2 separate regions of the Mus musculus genome follow, and region 1 is linked to region 2. A link is a contact called in public HiChIP or PLAC-seq data. All regions are on one chromosome and are shown on one strand. The core of a region is the stretch at or near the end of the contact, and the rest is flanking DNA. Distances in the headings are between cores, read along the strand shown. Region 1 overlaps Ankrd44 (ankyrin repeat domain 44). Region 2 overlaps Ankrd44 (ankyrin repeat domain 44).

Evidence for each region. HiChIP or PLAC-seq counts read pairs in DNA pulled down with a chosen protein or histone mark.
Region 1: an H3K4me3 HiChIP or PLAC-seq map of the SCID.adh cell line shows a contact between it and region 2, with 29 read pairs. The contact joins two enhancer-like sites. A contact is called at or near these places in 17 of 39 promoter capture datasets (the 3T3-L1 cell line, 3T3-L1-derived adipocytes, the C10 cell line and 12 more), 2 of 15 datasets of contacts at CTCF or cohesin (CD8 T cells and pro-B cells), 47 of 484 Hi-C or Micro-C datasets (the 3T3-L1 cell line, the 63-12 cell line, the AML12 cell line and 36 more) and 21 of 115 datasets of contacts at active chromatin or transcription factors (the 230-238 cell line, CD4 single positive thymocytes, CD8 T cells and 16 more).

Annotation. Positions count from the first base shown.
Region 1 is chr1:54,904,778-54,911,898 of GRCm38.p6, reverse strand. All of the region lies in intron 1 of Ankrd44 (ankyrin repeat domain 44), which reads left to right. Among named protein-coding and RNA genes, the nearest start is that of Ankrd44, 18 kb to the left of the region's middle. Within about 2 kb of position 4,623, at least 75 of the 459 cell types and tissues checked have an H3K27ac peak or open chromatin away from gene starts, as enhancers often do. A contact at or near this core is called in the 63-12 cell line, CD8 T cells, the SCID.adh cell line and 1 more, where this site is marked.
Region 2 is chr1:54,833,472-54,840,221 of GRCm38.p6, reverse strand. The region is part of intron 1 of Ankrd44 (ankyrin repeat domain 44); the gene reads left to right. Among named protein-coding and RNA genes, the nearest start is that of Ankrd44, 90 kb to the left of the region's middle. Within about 2 kb of position 2,196, at least 22 of the 459 cell types and tissues checked have an H3K27ac peak or open chromatin away from gene starts, as enhancers often do. A contact at or near this core is called in the 63-12 cell line, CD8 T cells, the SCID.adh cell line and 1 more, where this site is marked.

The DNA of each region.
Region 1 (7,121 bases), core at 3,374-5,873, 69 kb before region 2:
GCACTGTGAAGTGACACAGTGGAGCTGAGGAGTCGCAACAGAGACTGTAGGGCCAGCAAGGGTGAAAAGATTGGTACATAGCCCTTGCAAAGAGAGCTCTGGGGGCCTGTGTGCCACCTCAGAGCAGGTTCAGGACCACTATGCAGAAGGCAGGTGTTATGCCGTTACCTGGGCTGCACTTTGATGCAGGTTTAGCTAGATTGTGATGGGAACTGTTGCTGTTCGCTCTCTCCAGGAGAAAGTAGACTCTTCGTTACCTTTTACAGATGCACTTTTGGAACTTGGTAGAGAAGGGCCATGCGTTTATACTCCAAACCACTTGCCTTTTAAACTGCATGTTTAGACTCTTGATGTGGACCCAGAAAAACCTAATATGTACTTTAATGCACTCAAAGATCCCAGATGCAGAGGTACTCCTATGTTTGGGAGAAAAACAGAATCTTATTATTTTCTACTTCCTCTTTTTTTTTTTTTTAAATACTGTTTTTAGTTTGAGTAGACTCTAGATCTGGAAATGACTTTAATTTTATAGAAAGCTAACTTTAAGCAGATCTTTTGAGTGCAAGTCAGCTATTAAAAATAAAAATATATTTGTGCTGTCAATTTGTTTATAGTTCTCACTATTTTAGAATGTCCTTGCAGTGGACATTTCTGTGTGAGTTATGTATTCGGGTGTGTGTGTGTGTGTGTGTGTGTGTGCCTTTGTGAGTCCCTGTCCAGTGTGCATTTATTTCATCATAATTATAAGGAGAACATGGCCCACATTCCTTCCTGTGCTTTGAGTCGCTTGCCTCTGGTGACACTTCTGGACTTGGAGTTGCAGTTGGTCTGGGCAGAAGTTGTGTACTCTGAGTTGGTTTGTGGGGGAGAGGTCATCTGGCATTGTTCAGCTTCTCTTTATTCATGAGTATTAAAGGCCAATGATATTTGTTTATGAGAAGATTGATAAGTGAATTGATGGGTTATGTCACTTGAGAAAAGACCCCTGGGGAGTCCTGACACTTCCTGAAGATCATCTCAAGTGTTGAGGCACTGGAGGGACAGGAAGTGAGTACGCCAGTCCCTACTTGTCATAGGGACAACTGAGGTGTGTGCTTGTTGCTGAGCTTGCAGAGTCTTGGTGGAGGGAGGACTCTTGGCTGGATCTGAGGTGCCTGTCCTGTTCTTAAACACCACTTAATGACACCACGTGTCATTTTGACAGCTATACTTAGGATACAGCCTGAAACATTAAACACTCTGAGAAAGAAAGCTCAAGGCGGACTCCTGGGTAATTACCATTTAGGTCTAATGGAGTATCATCTGCATTATCCAGATTAGAATATCTCAGGTGCTTCTTGGCTGGCCTTGAGGGAGCCCATTGGATGCAGGGCCAGAGCTCTTGCCTTATGTTCCTCTTTGGGTGCAGAGGATGATAGTCAAAGGACAGTGGAACTCTAAAACACTGGCTTTCTCAGGCCCTTATTGTCCAAATGCTTAGACAGCATGCTTGCTTTCTTGGTTAGAGCTGTATTTGGAGCTTGGGGTGGGCTCTCTCACGGGAAGGTTATATACTTGATTAAACTTTTGTTAGATAAGTAACCTTTGTAAAAGGGTCAGTAGAACTGCCATTCTGCAGGGGGAGTATGGAATTAAAAAACATTTATTTTAGTCGTTGTTTGTGTGTCATTGTGTGTGTATGTGAGCCTGCCTGTGTGGGTGGGTGGGTGTCAGGATGGTTGGTTTTTTTCTCTCCACTATGTGGGTCCCAGTGGTTGAAGTCAGATTTGGCAGGCTTGGTGGCAAGCGCTCTTACTTCCTCATCCACCTCATTGGCCTGGGGAGGGAAATCTTTATTGGTAATTTGTTAAGTATGTAGGGAACCTGTAGCTGCACCCTTAGTGTGTCATGATATTAACAGTTCTGAAAATGCTTCCCCTCACTCCAGCAGTCACTGGTCAAGGAAGTAGTGTGAAAAGAATCTTACCAGCCAGAGGGGGAGGGGAAGGGGGGGGGAGAATGTTACCATTTCTCCAGCTCCAGGAAATGTTATTCTGTTCATCACTCTCTGTTTTCTGAGGATTTTTATTTTATCTGTGTCTATGTTTGAAACGGTTCATATATGTGTAGATGTGTGATGGTGTGTGTATATGCACAGACATCAGAGGTTGAGGTCTTTCTCAATTGTGGTGTCTCCACCTTATTTACTTATTCACTTACTTATGTGCAGTTTGTGTGCAAGATGCCTGTGTGTGGGCACACATGTTACAGTGCACGTGTAGAGGGCAGAGGATAACTTTGTGGAGTTCGTTTTCTCCTTCCATTTTTACTTGGGGGGGAGGGGGCTCCAGGAACCTGGCTCAGGTTGCCAGATTTGTGCAGCAAACGTCTTTATTATTCGTATTTTTCCTGAGGCAGTCTCTTTTCTGTGACGCTATGGCTGGCCTGGAGCGTACTATGTAAATCAGGCTGGCATTGAATCACAGAAGTCTTACCTCTGACCCCCATGTGCTGGTTTTAAAAACCCGTGCCCACCACATGTAGCTTGACCTTATTTTTAAAGACAGGGTTTCCCATTAAATCTTGAAGAGTATTGCTTGGCTAGCCTAGTGGCCTGCCAGTAAGCCCTGGAGCTCCTTCTGTCTCCCTGCCCCACCCAGCACTGAGGCTGCAGGTGTGCTCTTACACCTTTTAAGTACGTGTAAGGGATGGATCTGTCTTCGGTCTCATGCTTGCCCAGCAAGCATGCTTTGGACTGAGTCACCTCCTCAGATCTTCTGAGGATTTCAGACAGGCTTTCTCAGAGGCCGCTTTTAAAAGACTTACACAGGAAATCATGGTCAGTGGGGGCTCTGAGTTTCAAGCTTTTAGCTCAGTTGGTCTCTAAAGAGGCTGTCCTGGGTAGACTGAGGAGGCAAGCCAAGAACATCTCAGTGGAGCATTTTCACCTCCATCCCCAGCCTCTGCCAGAGTTTTATAAACTGTGTATCCCCTGAAAGTCTTTTTAGTTGGACCTCTAAAGATTTTCATCATAAAGTTGGAAAGATACAAAGGATGTAATTTTTGACACAATGTAAATATTGATTTTAAAAGTGAAAACGTATCGTTGTTTAAATTGTATGGAGTGGAGTGGAATCTAAACACTATTGTGGTTTGATGTGCCTGTCAGTAGTTGTGCCTGTCAGTAGTCCAAATTTTATAGTGTTTCTTTTTCCCCTTGAATTTTTTTCAAATGTAGTGCTTTTGTGTGTATGTGCATGGGACAGCCTGGACTGGCCTGGAACCTGTCATCTTCCTGAGCTAGCTTCCTGGGTGTTGGGATTAGAAGCATGGACCACAATACTGGATGGGATGCATTTTTGTAAAATAATTTTAAAAATTAGATTATAATTGCATCATGTTCCTCTTCCTTTTCCTTCCTTCAAATCCTCCAAGTACCTGCTCTTATTCATGTTGTGATGCATGTAAAATGATTGTGATAAATTTTAGTATTATGTTTGTAATGATTATTAACAACATATCAATGCATATCTTAAATATTGGGTTAAGTACTCATAGAGCATAAAAAGTAAGATATTCCTATTTAGAATAAATTTCATGATCTAGGAGTTAGGAAATTATTTACTGACCATTATTCACCAGTGTTTAGAATAAAATAGACAATATGCAATTGTATAATATTACCATACTATGAAGTATTTTCATGGCTTCTGTTGAACCAGAAACCCAAATATTAAAAGGATGGGGCAATGAATGAGTTGTGGCTAAAGAAAAAGCGCTCAGGTCAATGATTTGTCACATTTTGTTGGACACAGCCAGAGTCAGCTGTGGGCTCCAACATCAGAAATCCGCCTGCCTCTGCCTCTCGAGTGCAGTTCTGGGATTAAAGGCGTGCGCCACCACACCCGGCAAAGGGTAGCTTTTTACAGAGCGTAATTAATTAATGTAACGAAGTCACTGAGATTACTAGGTAGATTATTGTCTTGTGGGTTCAGTTTGATCTGGGTGTGCTGTGCAGCTCACAGTCATCTTGAAGTCATGATCTCTGCTTTCATTGTGATTGTGAGTGTGCACCACCACACTTGGCACTAAAGTAACTTTAAAAAGATACCACATTTCTATGTGCAACTGTTTTAGGAACAGTGAATAGACAGAGGAAAGTCTGGGAGCCGTGTCAGGTGTGACAGCTTTTTGGTCTATCTGGCAAGAGTAGGATTTGGAGTCTGGCATGGGAGGGTTTCTGACTTTTAACATGTTTGAGTGTGGTCTGAGGGGCTATGGTGCACCGTGGCAGGGAAAGCATGTGGCCATCTCGTGAAGTGGCATGAATTTGTGAGATGTTCATGCTGACTAGTGGTTGACCCGAGTGGGTAACTGGGTTTATCTATGAAGTGATCATGGTCTCCCTAGGTGGCTTTTACTTTTCCAGTGACCAAGTTTAGCAGTGCCATCTGACTCCAAAATGTCATCTGTGAGGGGTCACGTGATGACCAGAAATATTGTTGCTCAAGGCTTCCACACTCTGTCCCTCCATCTCCATATAAGCTGTTCTGACAGATCTTAAACCATGGAGTCAGCTCGAGCTCTGTTTCTCTGAGAGCTGCAGTTTGGGCACAGGTAACTGAAACCAGATGTGCCGAGCGAGCGAGCGAGCAAGCACGGGCTGGGCTGTGGCTTTTCTTGCAGAGCATTTGGTGGCTGGGGGGAGGGAGGGAGACGGCTTTTTAACGAACCCTTTGTGCTTTTGTTAGATGCGCGCTTTCCACATCTCAGCTGCATTTGCCCTTGTTGTACCCGAACCCCTTTTGGTATGGATTATTGGTGGACAGGGAGGAGTGAGTATCTGATTTCTCCCATACTAATCTGTCTCCTTTGCCTGTTTCCCGAGTGTACACTGCACTTGGCCTTCTGGGGCCCAAGTTGATTTTTCTCACCTGGCAATTACTTGCTTGGTGGCCAGTTAATGGAGGCCCCTGAAACCCACTAAGGGACTTGGGGTTTGCGTTGTGATTGAGAAGCCGAGGAGACTTCAGGTATGTGTGTGTTTGTGTGCGTATGTGCACAGTGTGTTTTAGGACTCAGAGTCTCACTGGACGTAGAGAATGAATGGCCTCTTAGGCTTTCTTCCAATTCCATCTGACCATTTTGGTGCTCCAGTGGGTTCCCTGGCATTTAGTACGATCACCCACGGGCTTGTTCCTTAGAGGGGGATGTGCTGTCATTTTTTTTTCTTCCTCTTATAATCCCCAGGGACAATATTTTATCAGTCTCTGAAATGTGGGCAGCATGAGGGATATGCAATCTGCTCTCCAGTACAGCCCTGCTGAGCTCAGCCCTGCAATCATGTGGTTCTGAAATACTACCAGCCTGAAACCATAAGAAAGCCTCCGCTTCGCCTGACGTACTCATACTGCTTGACATGAGAAGCTGACATTTTGAAGGCTGTGGAGAAAACAGAATTGCTGACTGCACAAAATGCACATGAGAACTGCATGTGGGCAGGGGCTCTTTCCTTAGCATCGGTGGCGTTCTTCAATGTCCGCTCCATCTTGCAGCACCTGTATCTGCTCTAAACGTTCCCAAGGTCGAAGGTCTCTACCTAGGAGATTTGATCCACTTGCTGGTTGGTGACCTACATATCCGCTCAGGGAAGAGAAGATGGGTAGAGGGGTCCTCAGGGCAATTAAAACTGAGACCATGGCTGTGGCCTGAGTGTGAGGAGAGCCCCTCTTCCCTTTATAGAGATAGGAAATAAGTTCGGATCTATCTGGGTGCCCATTCTGAATGCAGACAGAGCATGGTGCAGAATTGGTGTGTTTTATCATCATTGCCACTCACCACTGATTATTTTTGTATTTCTCTACTGGCTCTCGGAGTCTTAGTGCTTTACACCTTAGTGCACCTAGCCCCTTAGCACCAGCCGCTGCTTTGCTTCCAGCCTTGTTTCTGCCCGGCTCTGCCCGGCCCCCTTCCCACCAGTCCCGGGCTCATTGCTGCAGTCACTTGCTGTTAGGCTGCCCGGGAGTCTGTTGATTAAGTAGGAACTGGTCAAGTACAAGCTGCTTTGAGCTGTTGTTTGGTTAGTGGAAGCCAGGAACATCCGGGTGCTGAGCCACTTCATGTTTTGCTGCAAGCTCCACTAAGGCACTGCCCCTGTGATTCATGGCTCCTTATCTATTTGGTGAGAGCAGAATACTTACACCTGTCCTCGAGTCTTCCCAGCCATATGTGAAAAAAAAAAAACCCTCATTACTGGTGATTTCAGGTTATAACCCTGAATGTGTACTCTTGACAAGGCTAGTGCTACCTGTGTAAAAACCCTCCCAGTGCTGGGGGTGTCTCCAAAATCAAGTGCAAGTGTTTGGGGAGATACCTAACATCAACTTAACCTCCATGTGGACCTGCGTGCGTTCATGCGTGTGCACACACACGCACAGCAAAACAAATCTAATGCTAATAAAAGAAATATGAAAAGGATTTATAGGAAAATAGTACATCAGTGCATATAGCCACATTGAAGACATGAGATGATCATATTTTTAGTCTTATAATAAATTAATCGAATCTGAGAAATACCCATCAAAACTTTTTATATAACTTTAGAAATAAGAGGCCGGGGTTGAAGTATGGCTCAGTGGGAAGGCTCACCATTCACACTCGTGAGGTCCTGGGTTTGATCTTAACCACCACAAAGGGAGGGTACTAAATAAGCCTTATCTTTCTAATCCCTAGACTATGTGGACTTTCAGTGTAGACTCATGCGGGTTTTTTTGTAGAGGTGATTTGTTATCTGTGAGCAACATTCCTGTAAAAGCTAGGATTTCCAGAGCTAGTAAAAAACTTGGAACTTTGAATAGAATAAAATGCACTCTCTCATTTAGGGTTATCAGATTCATATAAAATTCAGTGTATTTACAGTGGAAGCTTCAGGAATGGGAGCCATGGCTCCTCTGTCCACACTGCCTTGCAGAAGACCTGGACTTAATTCCTAGCATCCATCCAGGCTCACGACTGCACATAACTGACTTCAGGGGGAATCCAATGTTTCTGGCCTCTGGAGGGGTTCCACATGTACATACCACCCCACAGTCCCACCCACATACATGCAATAAAAAATAATGAGCTAAGTTAAGATGTTTCTT
Region 2 (6,750 bases), core at 947-3,446:
TAGAGAAATAAAGTAAATATGAACGGGGCCACTGTCTTTGAAAGGAAGTCAGATAGGCCTATCTGCTTCTGTAAGAGTTCCCATTTCCCATACCAACTGCTTTCCAGCCCCACAGGCTCCTCTCTCTTCCTGCTGTCTTATCATTTCCCTTAGACATCTGTCAATGAAGGCCCTTGCTATGATTTTGTTTGGAGAAGCCAAAGATGCTTCCCAGAAGACTGTAGTCTTAGATTCAGGCTCTTAGTGATGTTCCTGGCGTTGTGGGTAGCAGGGCATCTTCTAGTCATTGCAGGCAGAGGTGATTCAGGCTTGATTTGAGTGTCAGCACACCAAGGCAACTGACAGCAGTTTGCACAGTCCCTAGTCCTCCATTTGTAGAGACATAGTGAGAGCTGAACTGTCATATCTTCCTTCTACAAAATGCTAATGGAGATCAAAGAGGAATCCACAGACAAGGAGGACAGGGCTCAGGAGGAGCTCATGTAAGCTGTGGAAAGGGATGCTTGTGTAAACATTGGCTTGCTGCTACTTTCGAAGAACTCAGACTATAATAGATTTCAGACAAGCTCAGTTTGGAGTTTTCCAGAATCATGAGTGACTTAGTTTGACTAAGTGAGTCTATGTTGTTCAATGGTAGTCCACTCCTTCCCCAGTCAGCAAGATTCATTAGGTCCTAAGGAATGGCTTTTGTATCTACATGGTGATCTTGTATTTAATGCAACTTAAATTGCCTTATTCATCTTCTGACTTCTGAGGCTGCTGCAATTATAACTGCTTAAGTGGCCACCATGAGAAAAGCATGCCATGATAATAGGTCATTTTTTGGCATACATTTTTTATAAAGGAGGAATTTAAAACATATTATCCCTTATGATAAGGGAGAGGTGTATTAGCTATTAACAAAAGTCACATTTTATACCCTACAATTGAAAACTGCTTTATGTCTCTGAACAAAGACATTTTGCTGAGTGTTGAAAAAAAGCCATCGTTAAGGTTTTCCCCACCACAAAGATCTCCAAAATGGCTTGTATTGATTAACATCATTAAACCACCATATTTGAGCTGGGCGGTGGTGGCGCATGCCTTTACTCCCAGCACTTGTGAGGCAGAGGCAGAGGCAGCTGGATTTCTGAGTTCGAGGCCAGCCTGGTCTACAAAGTGAGTTCCAGGACAGCCAGGGATATACAGAGAAACCCTGTCTCGAAAAACCAAAAAAAAAAAAAAAAGAAACCCACCATATTTGAAATGTGATTTGATATGCTGTAAGGTACAGTTGTAGAAAGAATGTAAGCAAAACAGCTAGGAAATAAAGCCTCTAGACAAATTGGTAAAACAGGAACTTAAAGAATGATTTATATGTTCTGTTTGTTTCACTAAGAATATTCTGATTTACATATTCTGTCCACAGTGTTCTCTTGGTTCCACTGTGTTCTTACTCAAATAGGTTGTTAAACATTACATTTATTTGTGTGTATGCACCCATATGCACAAGTGCGCCGTGGTGTATACACGAAGGTCAGAGGATGGCTAACTCAGGGCAGTTCTCCCCTTCCGTCAAGTGGGCTCCAGGGGCGGAACTCAGAGCATCAGGCTTCTTGGCAAGGGCCTTTATCTGTGGAGCCATCTCCCTTGTCCCGGTTCTCTTTAAAAGTTCTCTCCCCAACACTATTTAATTAACTTAGCTAGGGTTTAGATTAGATCTCCAGCCATTTGAAACTAGACAGAGTTTTAAAAAAAAAAGATCTGTGTTGTTGGCAGCAGATCCTGATGGAAATATGGAGCCTGGCAAAGCGTGTCTGCCGTGTTTTGTTTTCCGTTTCTCTTTATGGATATGGCCTATTTTTGAAATGTTATGATTTCGATTCAGTGCTCAAGTGTCAAGCCTGACAAAACAGAGCTTACACATGCAGAGGTTCTGTGTGTGGGGTGGGATGGGATGGGAGTGTTCCAGAGCTAAAGGAAGTAACCTCGATTTCACCTGGAAACATTCACGTCTTGGGGCAGGAACTCTGGGCTATCTATAAAGAGAGAAGGAAAGTAGCCAAGATACTGAGCCAAACTTGCATCCAGGAACAGAGCAGGCATTAAAGAGTTGAAAAGAGTGTCCGTAGTTTCCACCGCATCCCTGTAGGTCATTCTTGGCGAACCTGTCACAAGGCAGACCAGAAAACGCCTTCCTGCGGTAGCTTAAATTGTGACAATCGTCTTCCCACTGGGTCTCCAGCTCCAGGGTCTCCTCCTCCAGCACACAAGTTGTGGCCAGAGCACACGCTTGCGAAAGCTCCATGCCTTTCTCTTGCTCAAGACCTGAGTTCCTGTTTGTCCGAAGATTAGGTTAGAACTCCTTTTGCTGGCTCAGTGCTTCTCCCGGCCAGCCACTTACTCTTCCACCCAATTCCTTTGAGAGCTCTATTCTTAGCCCACCCGTCACAGACCTCACCTTACAGCCTGCTCTCCAGCTTTTTGGTGACACATATCCTCAAAAGTCTCCCTTCCTCTATTTTGTTTTCTGACATTGTGTTTCAGTGTTAGCTTTTAAAGAGTAGTCATATCAGGTTTGGTGGTAGTGGATACATGCCTTTAATCCCAGCATTCGGGAGGCAGGGGCAGGGGCAGGGGCAGGCAGATCTCTGTGAGTTTGAGGCTAGCCTGGTCTACAGAACTAGTTCTAGGATAGCCAAGGCTACACAAATAAACCTTGTCTCACACTACCCCCACAAAAAAGAAATAAAATCTGTACTACTGTGTAGTGTGACTATCCATGCATCATAGAGACTGTATCCTCCATTTGGTAATGCTTTGTAGGCTACTAGGTATTTAGTATTTGGGCACAGTGGCTCACACCCATAATCATAGTATGTAAGAGTTCTATTGAGAGCAGTAGGCCAACCTGGGTTACATAGTAAGTTCTAGACCAGCCTGAGTTATATGTAGCAAGGTCTTGTCTCAAAAAACAAATTAACACCCCCAAGCAAAAATAAAAGTAAAACAAGATGGGAGTATGTAGAAACTGAGGCTGGATTGGTCTTAGGCTATCATAGCTATTACGTCATTCATGCCTCATTTGCGTGGCCTGTGAGAGAAGCCTCTGACTGGGCAGCATTAGGAGATCATAAATCTTTCGATTCAGTTCTCACTCGCAGATAAACTGTTTGACTCTTCAGAGGTCCAAACAGGGAGGTCATTTCCTCTGTAACCAAGAGATCACCAAAGGCGGCCTAACTACACGTTTGTTTGCTAACCTTCAGCAGTAAGATCAGTTCCCAGTTCTATCAAGCAGGGATAAATAAATACACAGCACATTTCAAAGTCAGCATATGTTAAATCTATAAAAGAATGGGCCCACCATTTTCATGCATGTATGTAATATTCTTTGCTCATAATCATCTGTGCACTATGACACAGCTTGGTCAAAGAGAGGTGGTGTATTTTGTTAGTAAGTTTCTATTATGTGGCTTTTTGAGTTAGAGTTCATACAGAAGAGCTGTGTGATATTCTTGAGGTTTTTCCAGTGCAGCTGAGATGAATTCAGGCTGTTGGATTTCTGCTCTCTCCTAGCAGGGGCAGCCCTTCTGCCTCAGAGCTGCTGTTGCATGGATTAGGGCCCTAATCTGATGGTTGTCCTACAGTTGTATTATTTTACTTAATAATAATAATAATAGTATATCATAATAACATTATATATTATATGAAATGTAGAGTATATTAATAACATAATATATAACATTACATATAAATGTGTACAATAAAATTCTTATCATTGTGTGTGTGTATGTATATATGTGCATGGAAATCAGAGAACAGCTTTGGGAGTCCTTCAGTCACGGATTCCAGGGATTAAACTCAAATTCAGGTCTTCTGGCTTGCCTGGCAAGCCTTTTTACCCACTCAGCCATCTCACTAGCTCTTACTCTACAGTCTTAGAGGAAATCTATTCATCCAGTTTGTAGGATGGTCACAAGGAAACTCACTGTAAAAACATTTGAGCTTTTTACCTCCAAATCAGAAAGGACCCTTGACTTCATGGCGGGAACACTAGGCCTCTGGCCTTGTATGCAGTTGTCGAGTGTGTCTTGTAAAATGGCTACTATTAGCTCATCTTAGAGATGAGGAGACTCTGCTTGGGAGACTCCCAGTCAACTGGCTTTACAGCAGCAGTCTCCCTACTGTGGTAAAAGAGCAATCATCGGTCAGGAAAATCAGTCTTGCCTCAGGGTTCAGTTTAACTGATCTGTGGTTTCAACATTTCTTTTTGCCCAGCTTCTCCTTTCATGTTCTTCAGTAGCTAGTAGGAGAGTTGACGTATCTGGACTTCATGTTATCTTGGGCTGTCTGTCCTCTGGGGAAGATGAGTGTCCTTAGAGAGCAGAGCAGAGTGGAGGAGCATCAGGAGAGCAGAGGAGCAGCAAAGCATGTGACTGTCCCCCAGCTTGGGACTTGGTCCTCAGAACCCACTGCCGAGCCGCTGCCTCTGTGTTGTTTCCATTTTGAAGAGGTTAGGTGATAATTTACCCAGTTTCTGATTAAACATGCTTCATTTTTCATTCTACTTAAGTAGAGGACTTCTTACTATAACTTGGGATTTTATGTATTTTCTTTTTCTTTCTGGTAAATACCTGGAAATATTATAAACACTGACTTTGTAACATGTGCCATAGAAACTCTTTCTCTCCACATTCCCTCCCTCCCTTCTTTCCTTCCTTCCTGTGTGGTTCATGTGTGTGGGTTCACATTTATATGTGTGTCTGTGTGTGTGCATATGTGTGTATGTTTGCGCATATGTATATGTGTATGTGCATGTGTGTATAAGTGTGTATGTGTGTGCACATGTGGGTGTATGTGCCTATGTGTGTGTATGTGTGTATGTGTTTATGTGTGTACGAGGGCATAGACTAAAGGATGATGTTGGTACCATTCCTCAAGCACTGTCTCTCCCCCTCTTTTTTTTTTTTTTTTTTTTCCAGAAACAGGGTCTTGGAGCTCTCTGAGTAGATGAGGCAGGCTAAGCTCTGGCCTAAGCACTGGGGTGACAATGGTGACTCATCAGGACTTGCTTTTTTTTTCTTTCTTTCTTTTACAAATGTGGGTTCTGATGATGAAGTTATCCTTTTACTGAGTCCAGCCTTTCCTAATTAATTAATTATTAATTAAGAGATGGGTACTTGCTGCTTTCCACACTGATCTGAAACTCATGATCTTCTCCTCCCACCTCCCTGCATAACCCAAGTACCGGGTTCCCAGTGTGAGCCACCACACCCAGCTGAGAGCCGTTTTCAAACGCTGACTGCCTCACTCCATAATTACGAATTATGCTCATAAGGACTGAGTGTATTCCGTCTGGGTCTTACAGTACTTAGGGAGACAGCTTTGATTTTCATGATCATCATCATCTTATGATGGGGGGAGCTCCCCAGGTAAGATGATCTACAGTCGGGAAGCACTCAACAGAGCCCATATCTGGACATCCCATATCTGGACATCCCATATCTGGACATCCCATATCTGGACATCCCATATCTGGACATCACATATCTGGGCATCCCATATCTGGACATCACATATCTGGACATCCCATATCTGGACATCCCATATCTGGACATCCCATATCTGGACATCCCATATCTGGACATCCCATATCTGGACATCCCATATCTGGACATCCCATATCTGGACATCCCATATCTGGACATCCCATATCTGGACATCCCATATCTGGACATCCCATATCTGGACATCCCATATCTGGGCCTGCTGGTGAGAACACTGCACGTTCTGTTCATTAAACCAAGTGACTTGAGCAAATTTTATTATCCCTTTGCAAAAATGCAAGCTCTGCCCGTTTCTTAGTGAAGTGTTCCAGGTTACTCACATAAGCTGGTGGTTTTATGTGGCCAGAGTATTGGTGTGTCAGCGATTAGGTACCAATACCATGCCCCCATCCTTCCTCGGTGATGCCCTGTGCCCAGAATGCTCAAGCATAGGCAGATGTTTAGGAATACCAATGCTAGTGGCTATTGATTGATCCCAGCATCCTTTCCTGATCGGAATACAAGATGCTCGCTTTTTTACATTTGAGGTCTTTAGCCACAGGATCTCATCAGAGAAAGGCAGGCAGCACACCAGGGATGTGGAGCACAATGCTAGGGCAACTTCTAGATGTGTTTGGATTTATTACCCCTGGCTTGGTCTTGGTCTCAGGGAGCCCCTCTCCCCTGCTTCTCATCCAAAGGCTGCTTAGATTGAAAAAAGCTTGCAGCTAACCACAGGAAGGCCACGTGGGCTCAGCAGAAGTCTAATTAGTGGTTTCCATAGAGCACATGAATTTTGTTGTCGTTATATTGATTAGACCCTCATGCATGCTAGGTTAATAATCTACCAAGGAGATACGCCCCTAGACTCAAGCTTATCAGTTTGTTTCCCCCCCCCTGCCAGCTGCTCTGACTGAACCCAGAATGAAGCACCTTCTCCAGCCCCGGACTTTGTTCTTAATTGGATGGCAGAATTGAGAGAAGGATTGAATTGTGTTTTTTTTTTGTTGTTGTTGTTGTTTCTATGTTGATGTGTGGTGCATGTATGTGCTCATGTTTGTATGTGTGGAGGCAAGTGCCTGTGGAGGACAGAGGTCGATGTCCAGTGATTTCCTTATCACTCTCCACCTCATTATTTTCATTTTGTTATGAAGCCCTGGCTGTCTGAGAACTCACTATGCAGACCAGGTTGACCTTGAACTCACAGAGCTGTGCTATCACA